2 separate regions of the Zea mays genome follow, and region 1 is linked to region 2. A link is a contact called in public Hi-C data. All regions are on one chromosome and are shown on one strand. Each heading gives the region's core, a stretch centred on a gene start, on an enhancer-like site or on the middle of the called end of the contact. The rest is flanking DNA. Distances are from core to core; before and after follow the strand shown. Region 1 holds the start of LOC100274560 (Mediator of RNA polymerase II transcription subunit 27). Region 2 holds the start of LOC103635629 (beta-galactosidase 7).

Region 1 (5,571 bases), core at 2,167-4,666, 250 kb before region 2:
CAATTTATCCATGGACCAAAAAATGAAAAATGATACCATTCAGCATCTTAATTCTGAACCTACTTCCTCTGATCACAAATACAAGTCCATCTAGGTTTGTCCTAAGACATTTTTGAACTTTTACTAGCAATATCTACAAAATATAGTTATATTATATGAAAAGGGTTATATACCATGAAAGTACTATCAAAACGAATCTAGTAATGTCAATCTTAAAAACCCGGCCAAAAGGGGAAAGACCGATCACGGTATTATATTAAGAAGAAGCTCAATTGGAGCCCCAGCCGAGAAAGGTTATAAAAGCTGCCCCCATGCAGCATGAGAGTTAGCCCTCTATATGCTAGATCTTTACTCGTGCTTTGAGCCCTCCCAGCCCCTACACGAGGATCCGCCCCCATAGGTCAGTCCATCTCGTGTGCATACAACTAGGGAAACCAGCGAGTGACCTTTTTTAACCTCACCCTAAAATTCGCTTCCACTGAGATTCGAACTCAGGACCTGAGTAATCCCAATCTTGTGAAGCTATGTTTTCTGGTCGCTCGACCAGCTAGTCGAACTGGGAGACCGACCAGCGACTAATCTCGATTAGTCGTCGACTAGGTCCGACTAATCGAGCTCTGGTCGACCTGGTCGTTTACTGGTCGTCCTGTTCATCCAGGAGACCAGGACCTATGTATATACTATATAATATATACTATTATACTATATAGTAAATAATTATATAACTATATAGTATATATGAACTTCATATACTATATTATGAAGGATAGGGTAAACATGACATGAATTCAGCAATACTGAAAAGTGAAAACAGCAGAGAAACACTTACTAGTTATTAATACTACAAGTCCCAGATACCATAACAGTACCACACAACACACATTACCACCCAGTTACCTAAAGAAGATCTTCATCCAACTGAAATTCATTACCGCTGCCCACAACTTGTGATTCTGGGAAGATCACCTCAACATTATCCTGATGGCGACGACCAAACTCTGTACAAGAATAAGGAATAAGGATGGACTGATGGACTGATGGAGTACAAGAATAAAAATTCAGAAGTCCAGTCCAGATTACACTATTACAGAATGACACAGAAGACAGCACATACAAGGATGGATGATTGAAGGATGAAGGATGAAGATTGAAGAACAGAACTACACAAAAGAATACCTCCAGAAGATGAACTCATGCCGATGAAAAAAACTGGATTCGCGCGTGCTGGAGATTGAAGGATGAAGGATGAAGTCTGGAGTCCGTCGGTGAACTGGATTCGCGCGTGCTGGATTGGAAGTCTGGAGTGGAGCAGTGGACTTTGGAAGCCTGGATTCCAGAACAAGAACTCAAGAACAGCCGCCGAGCAGGTAGGGAATTAGGGAAAGGGAAATAAAGAGAAGACAGAACAGGCGGCTGAGGTTCCATCTTCAGTAGAGGCGGCTGGCGTGTGGCGTTTCAACTGCCTGTAGTCGGGCCGCCCGCCAAAAAAGCCCACGAAGCCAGGAAATCAAAAAACCTAGGTCCTAAACCTAGTCGCCCAGAACCGGCTAATCGAGCGACTAATCGGCCCTAATCGTCGACTAGTCGGACGACCAGGGCGACCAGGTACTCTAGTCGAGTCGGCTGCCTAATCGAGCTCTGCTAACCGACTAGCCCGATTAATCGCGACTAATCGCGATTAGTCGGACGACTTGAAAACACAGTTGTGAAGTGCACATACATATATAAAATGTTGACTTGGAACAAACCTAGATGGACCTATATACACGATCTGAGGAAGTAATTTACTAGGAGAATAATGGCAAAAAAAGGCAACTTAAGTGTTTCTAATGGCGTGCTCAACTAAATTTAATATGGCTGTTGGCTGAAGATTTCTTCATGGCTTCAAAATATCCTGAGTCATGGTTAAGATTGTGTATTAGCCTAGCCATAACTAGTAAGTTCTCCCCCTACAAAAACCTAGTAAGGGGGTGTTTGTTTGGGATTATAATCCACCTAGATTATATAATCCAACAATTTTTGAACTAACTCTTAGTTCAAAAGTTATTAGATTATATAATCTGGATAGATTATAATCTCAAACAAACACCCCCTAAGTCCATTTTTTTCTCGAAACTTAAGTTGCCCGAATATTTCATCTGTTACTGCTTTATAGACTTCACAGTTCGGTAGTTCTGTTGAAATGTAACATGTGTTCCAGAAATGCAAAATAGAACCAAGTTCACCCATCTTGGCAACATATATTTTGCAAAAGATATTCATCCAACAATTCCAAATTACAGGTACACACTCAACAGGACAGTTAGCATGTGTAAATAGAAACACTGATGTCCAATCTCCACAGTACCTCAACGTCGAAAGCCTAAACATTGTATAAGACAACAGTAAGCCTAAGCCCCAAAACTAACAACAACCACAAAGTAGGTCCAAGTTCTGGCATAACATTAAAGTCGGCATAAGCCGCATAACTGAAAAAACCATGACATATTTAGTATGTAGAGTGACCTACCCAAGACCTAAAGCAAAGCAATTCCAGACAACAATTACCAATTTCCTGAACATTTGTTAGACAATATCAAAGGTGCCACGTTGAATCTCTCATCAGCAAAAGGAAGTGTTAGTGTTGCTGTCGGTAAAATTTTATATTTGTCTGCAGTCAGTAAAAGGCAACCGAGTTTTCTGTATAGAAAGCCAGGCGAACTATTCCTAACCTAGGGGGAGTTTTGGGGTGAAACAGCCCTCCAACGGCTCTCCCCAAAGCTCCCCCCATGGCGGCAGAAATGTGGTAAAATATAATGTTCAGGAAATTGGTAATTGTTGTGAAACAGTTTTGGGGTGATGTAAGTAAAATATAATAGAAAGTAAATATATAGGGAGAAATGTGGGGGGTGGCCGGAGGAGATGCTGGGGGCTGATACCTGCCGAGGGCGCGTAGGTCCTGAAAGTGGAGGCGCATGGCGGCATCCTCCTTGACGATAATACGCTCCATCCTGTCGACGTGCTGGCGCACGCTGTACGGGGGCGCGTCGCCGGAGACGAAAAGAGCCTCGAGGAGGCGGTCCGCGCCGAGCCGGATGTCCGCGATGAACCGGCCAGCACGGCCCAGCCGCTCCATCGCCTGAGCCACCTGCTTCGGCGGCGCATCCCCGCCCACCGGATCGTGCGGGTGAGCCACCGTCGGTGCCACCGCCGACGCCGACGGCGCTCCCGCAAGTGCCGAGGTGTGCGCCTGAGCCTGCTGCATCATGATTCCTGGGCCTCCGAATTCCAGGCCTCCGAATTCCAGAACTGCAGAAGTGTAGTAATTAAAGTAGTAAGCCCAATTCGGGGGATTGCATCATAGGGCATCGAGTATAGAACCAAATTACTCGTCAATTAAGGAGACTCATTTCAAAGCTTAATACATGAGAGGAGACTGATGTCAGGTAGCCGGATTGACGGGAGGTTAGGGCGAGGGAGAGGATAGGGCCTGTTGGGGACTTGTTCTCAAATGCTCTGCCTTAAGAACAAGGCAACATAGAATGTTAAATATTAACGTCCTTCGTCCACGAAGCATTATTCCCTTGAGGATAATGAACCTTGGACGAAGGTTGATAAAAATATGATTACGAAGGTTAAATCCTCATAATCGTGATTCAATAGATTATATAACATAGAATGTAAAGTATTAAAAGGTACATGAAACATAAATAAATCATATTATATTTAATCAATGTATATTGAATCATTAAGTATAGTTATACCTCTGCCTTGGCAAAGATCGGTTTCCGAATGATGTGATTGCAATTACAAGAGTATGTGAACAGTAAAGGAATATTGTTCACTATTTATAGGCACAGGACACAACCTGTGAGGAATTACAATTATGCCCCTCATAAAAGTTTACAACGTTGACTCAGACCTTTATGGATTAAAAGGTCATTCTATCTTTAAGTCGGTTTGTAATACCGAAGCTTCATGAAGAGGAACCTTCGGCCATCTCATATAAACAGCTTCAGCCGAAAGCCGCTTCTTCCTAGAAGACCTTCGGCGACGAAGCATAGACCCAACAGTAGCCCCTTTCGCGGTGCTAGATCGTTTTTCGTAACGAGCTTGATCCGTGAAAAAAGTCTCTTAGGCTTCGGGGAGCCGAAGGTCTAAAAAACACCTTCTCTGAGCTCGTTGTCGAGAAACGATTCAGTTTCCCAGCGCGTAGTGGTCCCACCTTGCAGAGTTACTGTTTGTCCCTGCGGTCCACCGCGCAGCGAGTGCAAGCGGGTGTCCGCCTGGTGTAAAAATCCTGGCGCTTCGCCTTCTTACCTGCAGTACTATATAAACAGACGAGTAGGTGTGAAGTTACCACAGCATTCATTGCTATTTGCACTGTTCTGCTGCCAAAATTTTTAACCATCGCCGAAGCTTGACTCTCGGAATCGAACGAAGCTCCAACTTGAAGCCTGCTTCGTCAAAAGAAAAAACTTCGGAAGAAAAAAGTATTTAATTTCCACAAATTCAGAATTAAATGGCCAGAGTACATTCTACCGCTAGGGTTGAGCATGAGGGGGGCGAAGCTGAAGGTTCGGAGACTGTTCCCATCTCCGAAGCGATGCGAAGATCGGGACTGGTAACTTTGGAACAGATCCCCAGTGATGATGCGGAACAAGCAGAACAAGCAGTTGCCGAAGCAGAAGAAGAAGATATTGAGGAAACTGATCCCGAAGATGATTATCGCATTGCCATGCCAAGCAAGCCCAGCCACTTGGACTTCGGAAAGTCTACTGTTTCGAAGGCTGATCTCTCCAAGATGGTAAAGTCGGGCTTTTTTAATGAAAATCAGAAGAAGCTATTACGCTTTGGGGGAGAAGAGACTACCCCAAAGCTGGAGAAGGATGAAATTGTTATTTTCAAAAGCTTTCTGAAGGCTGGATTAAGATTCCCCCTACATGGAATTATTGCAGAGGTACTGAAGAGGTTCGGTATCTATTTTCATCAGTTGACTCCTAACGCTATTGTTAGGCTTAGTGTTTATATCTGGGCACTCCGAAGCCAAGCAGTGGAGCCATTTGCGGACAGCTTTTGCCGGGTTCACGAGCTGCATTATCAGACGAAGGCTAGAAAGGATGGATTGCACGACAATTTTGGTTGCTATAATTTCGCCTATCGGAAAACCACAAAGTTTCCTGTAATCAGCTACCGGAGCAAATGGGCAGCAGGCTGGAAGTCGGAGTGGTTTTATGTGAAGGTTGATGACGACAAGGAGAAGCTTGTGCAAAGTCCACTCGAACTAATCTTCGGAGAAACCCGACCTCGCTGCAACATGACACCCGAAGGTCCAACACAACAAGCAATGAATGAATTCAGAATTATTGCAGAGCATATCAGTACAAGGGACCTGGTTTAGGAGTTTTTGGCTTTCAAAGTTTTTCCTAGCTTGAAAGAATGGGAAATGCCGAAGCTAGAGGGGGAGAAGAAAGAAGGTGAACTTGTGTGTTTACCTTACTATTTCAAGTTTAAGAAGTACTTTAAAACACCTTGCCAAGAGTGGCTGGATACAATTGAAGTGATGTGTAATGAAATACTTGGCAACTACTC
Region 2 (5,912 bases), core at 290-2,789:
ATACTGACGCGTTCCCAAACGAGCGTGTACAGCACAGAAAGAACATGCCAACATGCCATTTGTATGGCTTTTATATGAAACGAGGGATTGTGTAACTGGCAATATTATATGTCAGGTCAGTGAAGGATCTATTATTAGAGTAGAACGCAAGGGAATGCAAACAATTGGCAAACGAGCTGAGTGATAGATCCCATGCCGCATAGATCTCTGGCCTGGGGTCTCTCATATCGCTTCGTATCCGCCAGCTAGCTAGTACTAGTTGAGTGCTAAACACGTCGTTACTATATACTACTACCAGCAAACCTCTCTGTGAGCATCCCGAAACTCTGTGCATGTTGCGTGGACTGGACACTGCACAAGTGCACGCGCTAGCTAGACGGCTAGACCCAAGATGTGTTCACCCTAATTTTATCTTGACCTAGACCTATATATGCGTACACATGCATGTGCAGCGCGCACACGCAAAACAAACGAATGCAGCAACACGCGCGACCCAAGTCGACAACTAGCTTATTAGGGCACAATCTCGTGCCTGTTTCGTTCGAAACTAAAAGCGCGAAAAGCGTGTATCTGACCAGTTTGCTAGTTAGCTGCTTACCTGATACAATCTCAAGTGAATAACATGTGCCTACGAGAGAAGAGTTTAATTTGCAGGCGGGGCAGATGGGTCACGGCTTCACCGATGGCGTTGTTCCAGCTAATCTTATCAACCGCAAGCAGCCGTTTCTTTTTGTTTCTAATAATTCTCGCTTCCCAGTTGCCGCCGCGTCCGCTCCAACTTCCACCAGGACTAGGGAAACGGTTGCCGTACAGTACTAGCCACAGGCCGGCGGTTCGGTTCAGCAGCAGGCAGCAGCCGTGACCGTGAGCCGGCGCGCGACGCGAGCGTTTGCCCCATGCATGAGCCACCGGGTGCGGAGGGCGGTGGAACACGCACGCCACGCCGAGTTGCCGACGCGGCGCAACCAAACGAAACGACTGACGACTCAGGTCAGATACCCGGGGAGGCGAAAGCGAAACACAGCAATAATACATGCATCAGCTGACATGCATGGATCGATCTCATTAGAGCACTAGCTAGCTAGCTACACTGAGCAAGATTTATTACCTCCGGCGTGCTCCTTGGGTAGTGCATCTCCCCGGCGAACAGCATCCTCCTGGCGCCGTCCAGCACCAGGGCCCTCTGCTCGTACGTCACCTCTCCTCGGACGCGCCGGTCCTCCTCCCTCCATACCGAACTCTCTGCCATGCACGACGTTAGCCCGAGAAGCAAGGTCACGACGGCGACGACGACTATCTCCGCCGCGGCCATCTCGCTCTCTCTCTCCCCCACCACGCCACGGTACGGTATCCCCTGGTGATCGATCGGTCAGCTCGCCTCTCCTGCCTGCACCTCCCGGACCAGTTAGTTCCTTGCAGTCGCTCCTAGCTTGCATTGTGTTCCTCTGCTACTTATACACCTGAGGAGGCAGCAGAAACGGCCACGTTTGCCAAGTATCGGTGGCAGACTGGCAGGGGCCGGCCGGTGTGCCCGCACATATCTCCTGCTGCCTTGCTATGCCACATTATATAACTCGCGGCACGAGCATGGATAAACTAATGTTTCACGGGTAGAAGTGGATATCGAGCTTGCTCGCACTACCGGAATCGTGTTCTTTGCTGCCGAGTGTCTAAGACACTCGGCAAAGGCTATTTTACACTCGGCAAAAGCTTTGCCGAGTGTAACACTCGGCAAAGAACACTCGGCAAAGATTTCATCGGCAAAGGGTTCTTTGCCGAGTGTTTTTTTTTCGGACACTCGGCAAAAAAAAACACTCGGCAAATTAAGAATCGAAAAAATTAAAAAAAAAACAGCAAAACATTTTTTAAATTATAGGAACAACTCTACAACCCTACACTATTACCTTACCCGTTGCCCTATCATTTTTCACTATTATTTTGAATCAAACTTATATGTTTTGTAAACGATGAGATTCGAACTCGCAACCTCTCTCTCGCGCATATCCTCCTATACCACTACACTACTACACCAATTATGTTTATATTACGTTTCCATTCCCCATGTACTATAACAAATCGAGAGTAATTTGATTATTTAAGGCACTAAATAAGTTCATTTGAAAATGTGACCAACTATAAAGTTGTATAACTTTTTGAGATCTAAAAGTTTTATTTTAATAGTTTCTACATCCGAGACCGTTTATAAAATTTGAATTTTAAATTTAAAAACTTCACACGAAATTTTCAATGATAAGATGATTTCAAATCAAAAAATTGTCAACTACAAAGTTTTATTACATTTCAAGACCTACAACTTTTATTTTGGTGGTTTTTCCATCCGAGACAGTTTGAAAAATTCAAATTTCAAAATTCAAACATAGTTTGCATAACAAGATGATTTTAAACTAAAACATTGTCAACTACAAAGTTTCATAACTCTTCAATACCTACAACCATGTTGGTGGTTTTTCCTTTCGAAGTCGTTTTCAAAATTCAAATTTTAAATTTTTTAAATTCAGACATAGTTTTCGTTGCCAATATGACTTCAAATGAAAAAGTTGTCAACTATAAACTTCTATAACTTCTCAAGATCTACAAAGTTTATTTTGATTGTTTGGTAATTTGTTTATCTCAGATGATGGTTCTAACAATATGCACAAATTCTATATGTCTCTCTCGTAGTTTCATAAACTACGAGAGAGATATATGTTTTATGAACAAATTTATTTTTATTTTGTCATATGAAGAAATGTTCAATATATAAATTGTACATCATGATGAGTTATACAAATTTGTAGTTGAAAACTTTGTCATTTAAATTAATTTACTACTTTAAAATGTGATTTTTAAATTGTCTTTGCCTAGTGTTGGAGAAAAAACACTCGGCAAAGAGCTCTTTGCCGAGTGTTGTATTTGTGACACTCGGCAAAGAGCCCTTTGCCGAGTGTCAAAAAAAGACACTCGGCAAAGAAGTTTCTTTGCCGAGTGTCAAAAATAAAACACTCGGCAAAGAGCTTCTTCGCCGAGTGTTTTCTTTTACCGAGGGTTTTTTGCGTGGCACTCGGCAAAGAGCTCTTTGCCGAGTGCCCGAAATAAAACACTCGGCAAAGAATATGGCACTCGGCAAAGAGCCAAATTCCGGTAGTGTCGTCAAGGAACGAGTCATCTCGATTCGATTCGCTTCTAAGTTGTCTTTCTAAGTTGTCTCGTTTAGCTTTCCAGCCACAACAACAACAAAACAATATGCACATAGATATATACAGCAATATCATCAATTGCTAATTAATCTAGTGGTATTTTAGACATTATATGAGAAATAGTTAACAAAGATGATGTCCTCTATAAATATTCCTCTAAAGTGTACCATTCAAGAACATAAGATTGTTGTTTAAAATAGAGATTATGTGCCGAGAATAAGCCGACAATATGTATCTAGGACAAAATACCTAGATAACCCTCGTATAAATGAATAATTATAAGCAAAACAGCTCGAGGGTATTTTAGACGTTGTATATATATGTTATAACAAATTTGATGCTTCCTATAAATACTCGGTAACGTTTAATGTTCAAACACATGAAATAGAGATTTGATTGATCAATCAATTTTGGTGTTTGAGTGAGAATAATCGTACTCAACACCACTATGGTTGAAAGCAGACGAGTAAAAATCTCACCTCAACCTATACCGTTTTCTAAATTTGATATGTATGTTTTTGAATTTACGTAAAAATCTAGAAATAGGATGGAAACAGGAGAGGGCCTATCTCGCCCATTTTTGCAGGATCCCGTTTTTGGCTGGGTTGAACCCATATTAATCATGTATTGGTGCATTAGCTAAAACCTCATATCCTTAGGTGACAAACTATAGCACAAGAGGCAATATAAGCCACCACCTCTCCTCAATGACAAGTAGTGTAAAGGCTCAAACAACACCGATCATAGCTATATATACACCACTAGCAAGCAAACAATAATGGAGTATTGCCTCTCTGTATCTATTTGTTTCATATGTTGTTGTCATGTCCGTCAATCACTAGTTAGCCATCAATATCATGTAGGCTTGTATTAAATTACGAGTTTTCGCTTATTCACGTTCTCGTTCGTCTTTGTACACCCGTTTTGAAAGGGAATTAGGCTTACACCTAGTTCCTAAATAATTTTGGTGGTTGAATTGCCCAACACAAATAATTGGACTAACTAGTTTGCTCTAGTGTATAAGTCATACAGGTGTCAAAGGTTCACAACAAGCCAATTAAAAAGACCAAAGTTGGGTTCAAATTAGAGAGCTAAAGGCATCCCGAAAGGCTCCCTGGTCTGGCGCACCAGACAGTGTCCGGTGCACCAGGGGACTTCGCCCAGAACTCCTCGGCCTCGGGAACTTTCAGAGCCAGCATGCTATAATTCATCGGACAGTGTCCGGTGCTACAAGAGGACGCGGCTCTGGAACTTGGCAGCCTCGAGAATTTGCAGCGGCTGCTTCGCTATAATTCACCGGACATGTCCGGTGTACACCAGACTGTCCGGTGCAACTGCGGGGCAACGACTACTTCATGCCAACGGTCGCCTGCAACAGCAATTAATGCGCGCCAGAGCGCGCAAGCGTCAGGCACGCCCATGCTGGCACACCGGACACTCTACAGTACATGTCTGGTGCGCCACCGGACATCCAGGCGGGCCCAGAAGTCAGAACTCCAACGGTCAAATCGCAACGGCTTTGGTGACGTAGCTGGCGCACCGGACATGTCCGGTGCACCATACGACAGACAACCTCCACCAACGGTCATGTTTGGTGGTTGGGGCTATAAATACCCCAACCACCCCACCATTCATTGTATCCAAGTTTTCCAGCTTCCAACCACTATACAAGAGCTAGCATTCATTGCAAAGCACACCAAAAGATATCAAATCCTCTCCCAACTCCACACAAATCTTTAGTGACTAGAGAGAGTGATTTGTAGTGTTCATTTGAGCTCTTGCGCTTGGATCGCTTCTTTTCTTTCGCATTCTTTCTTGAGATCATACTCACTTGTAATTGAGGCAAGAGACACCAATTGTGTGGTGGTCCTTGCAGGAAGTTTGATTCCCAAGTGATTTGAGAAGAGAAGCTCACTCGGTCCAAGGGACCGTTTGAGAGAGGGAAAGGGTTGAAAGAGACCCGGTCTTTGTGACCACCTCAACGGGGAGTAGGTTTGCGAGAACCGAACCTCAGTAAAACAAATCCTTGTGTCACACTCCTTATTTGCTTGAGATTTGTTTTGCACCCTCTCTCGCGGACTTGTTTTTATTTCTAACGCTAACCCGGCTTGTAGTTGTGTTTATATTTGTAAATTTCAGTTTCGCCCTATTCACCCCCCCTCTAGGCGACTATCAATTGGTATCAGAGCCCGGTACTTCATTAGAGCCTAACTGCTCGAAGTGATGTCAGGAGATCACGCCAAGAAGGAGATGGAGACCGGCGAAAAGCCCACTACAAGCCACGGGAGCAATTCATCGGAAGAATCCCGCACCAAGAGGAAGGAGAGGAAAGACTCCTCCAAAGGGAAGGAGAAGAAGAAGGACTCCTCCATAGAGAAGGAGAAGAAATCTTCTTCACACAAAGAGAAGAAGGAAAATCCTCTTCTCACAAGCCACATCGGAGTGGGGACAAGAAAAAGAAGATGAGGAAAGTGGTCTACTACGAGACCGACTCTTCATCAACATCCACCTCCGGCTCCGACGCGGCTTCCGTCACTTCTAAGCGCCAAGAGCGCAAGAAGTATAGTAAGATCCCCCTATGCTATCCTCGCATTTCTAGACATACACCTTTACTTCCCGTCCCATTAGGCAAACCACCAACATTTGATGGTGAAGATTATGCTAGGTGGAGTGATTTAATGCGATTTCATCTAACCTCACTCCACAAAAGTATAT

What was found. A called contact is a pair of places that touch in the nucleus more often than the background predicts.
Region 1: a Hi-C map of leaf shows a contact between it and region 2, with 8 times the contacts expected there. The contact joins the promoter of LOC100274560 here to the promoter of LOC103635629 in region 2. A contact is called at or near these places in 4 of 25 Hi-C or Micro-C datasets (ear, leaf and tassel).

What each region holds. Positions count from the first base shown.
Region 1 is chr8:104,392,434-104,398,004 of Zm-B73-REFERENCE-NAM-5.0, reverse strand. LOC100274560 (Mediator of RNA polymerase II transcription subunit 27) reads right to left here and starts at 3,416. Exons shown (of 8, transcript NM_001360614.1): 1 at 3,369-3,416; 2 at 2,919-3,288. The coding sequence starts at 3,247.
Region 2 is chr8:104,138,057-104,143,968 of Zm-B73-REFERENCE-NAM-5.0, reverse strand. It overlaps LOC103635629 (beta-galactosidase 7), which reads right to left and starts at 1,539. Exons shown (of 21, transcript XR_002264432.3): 1 at 1,109-1,539.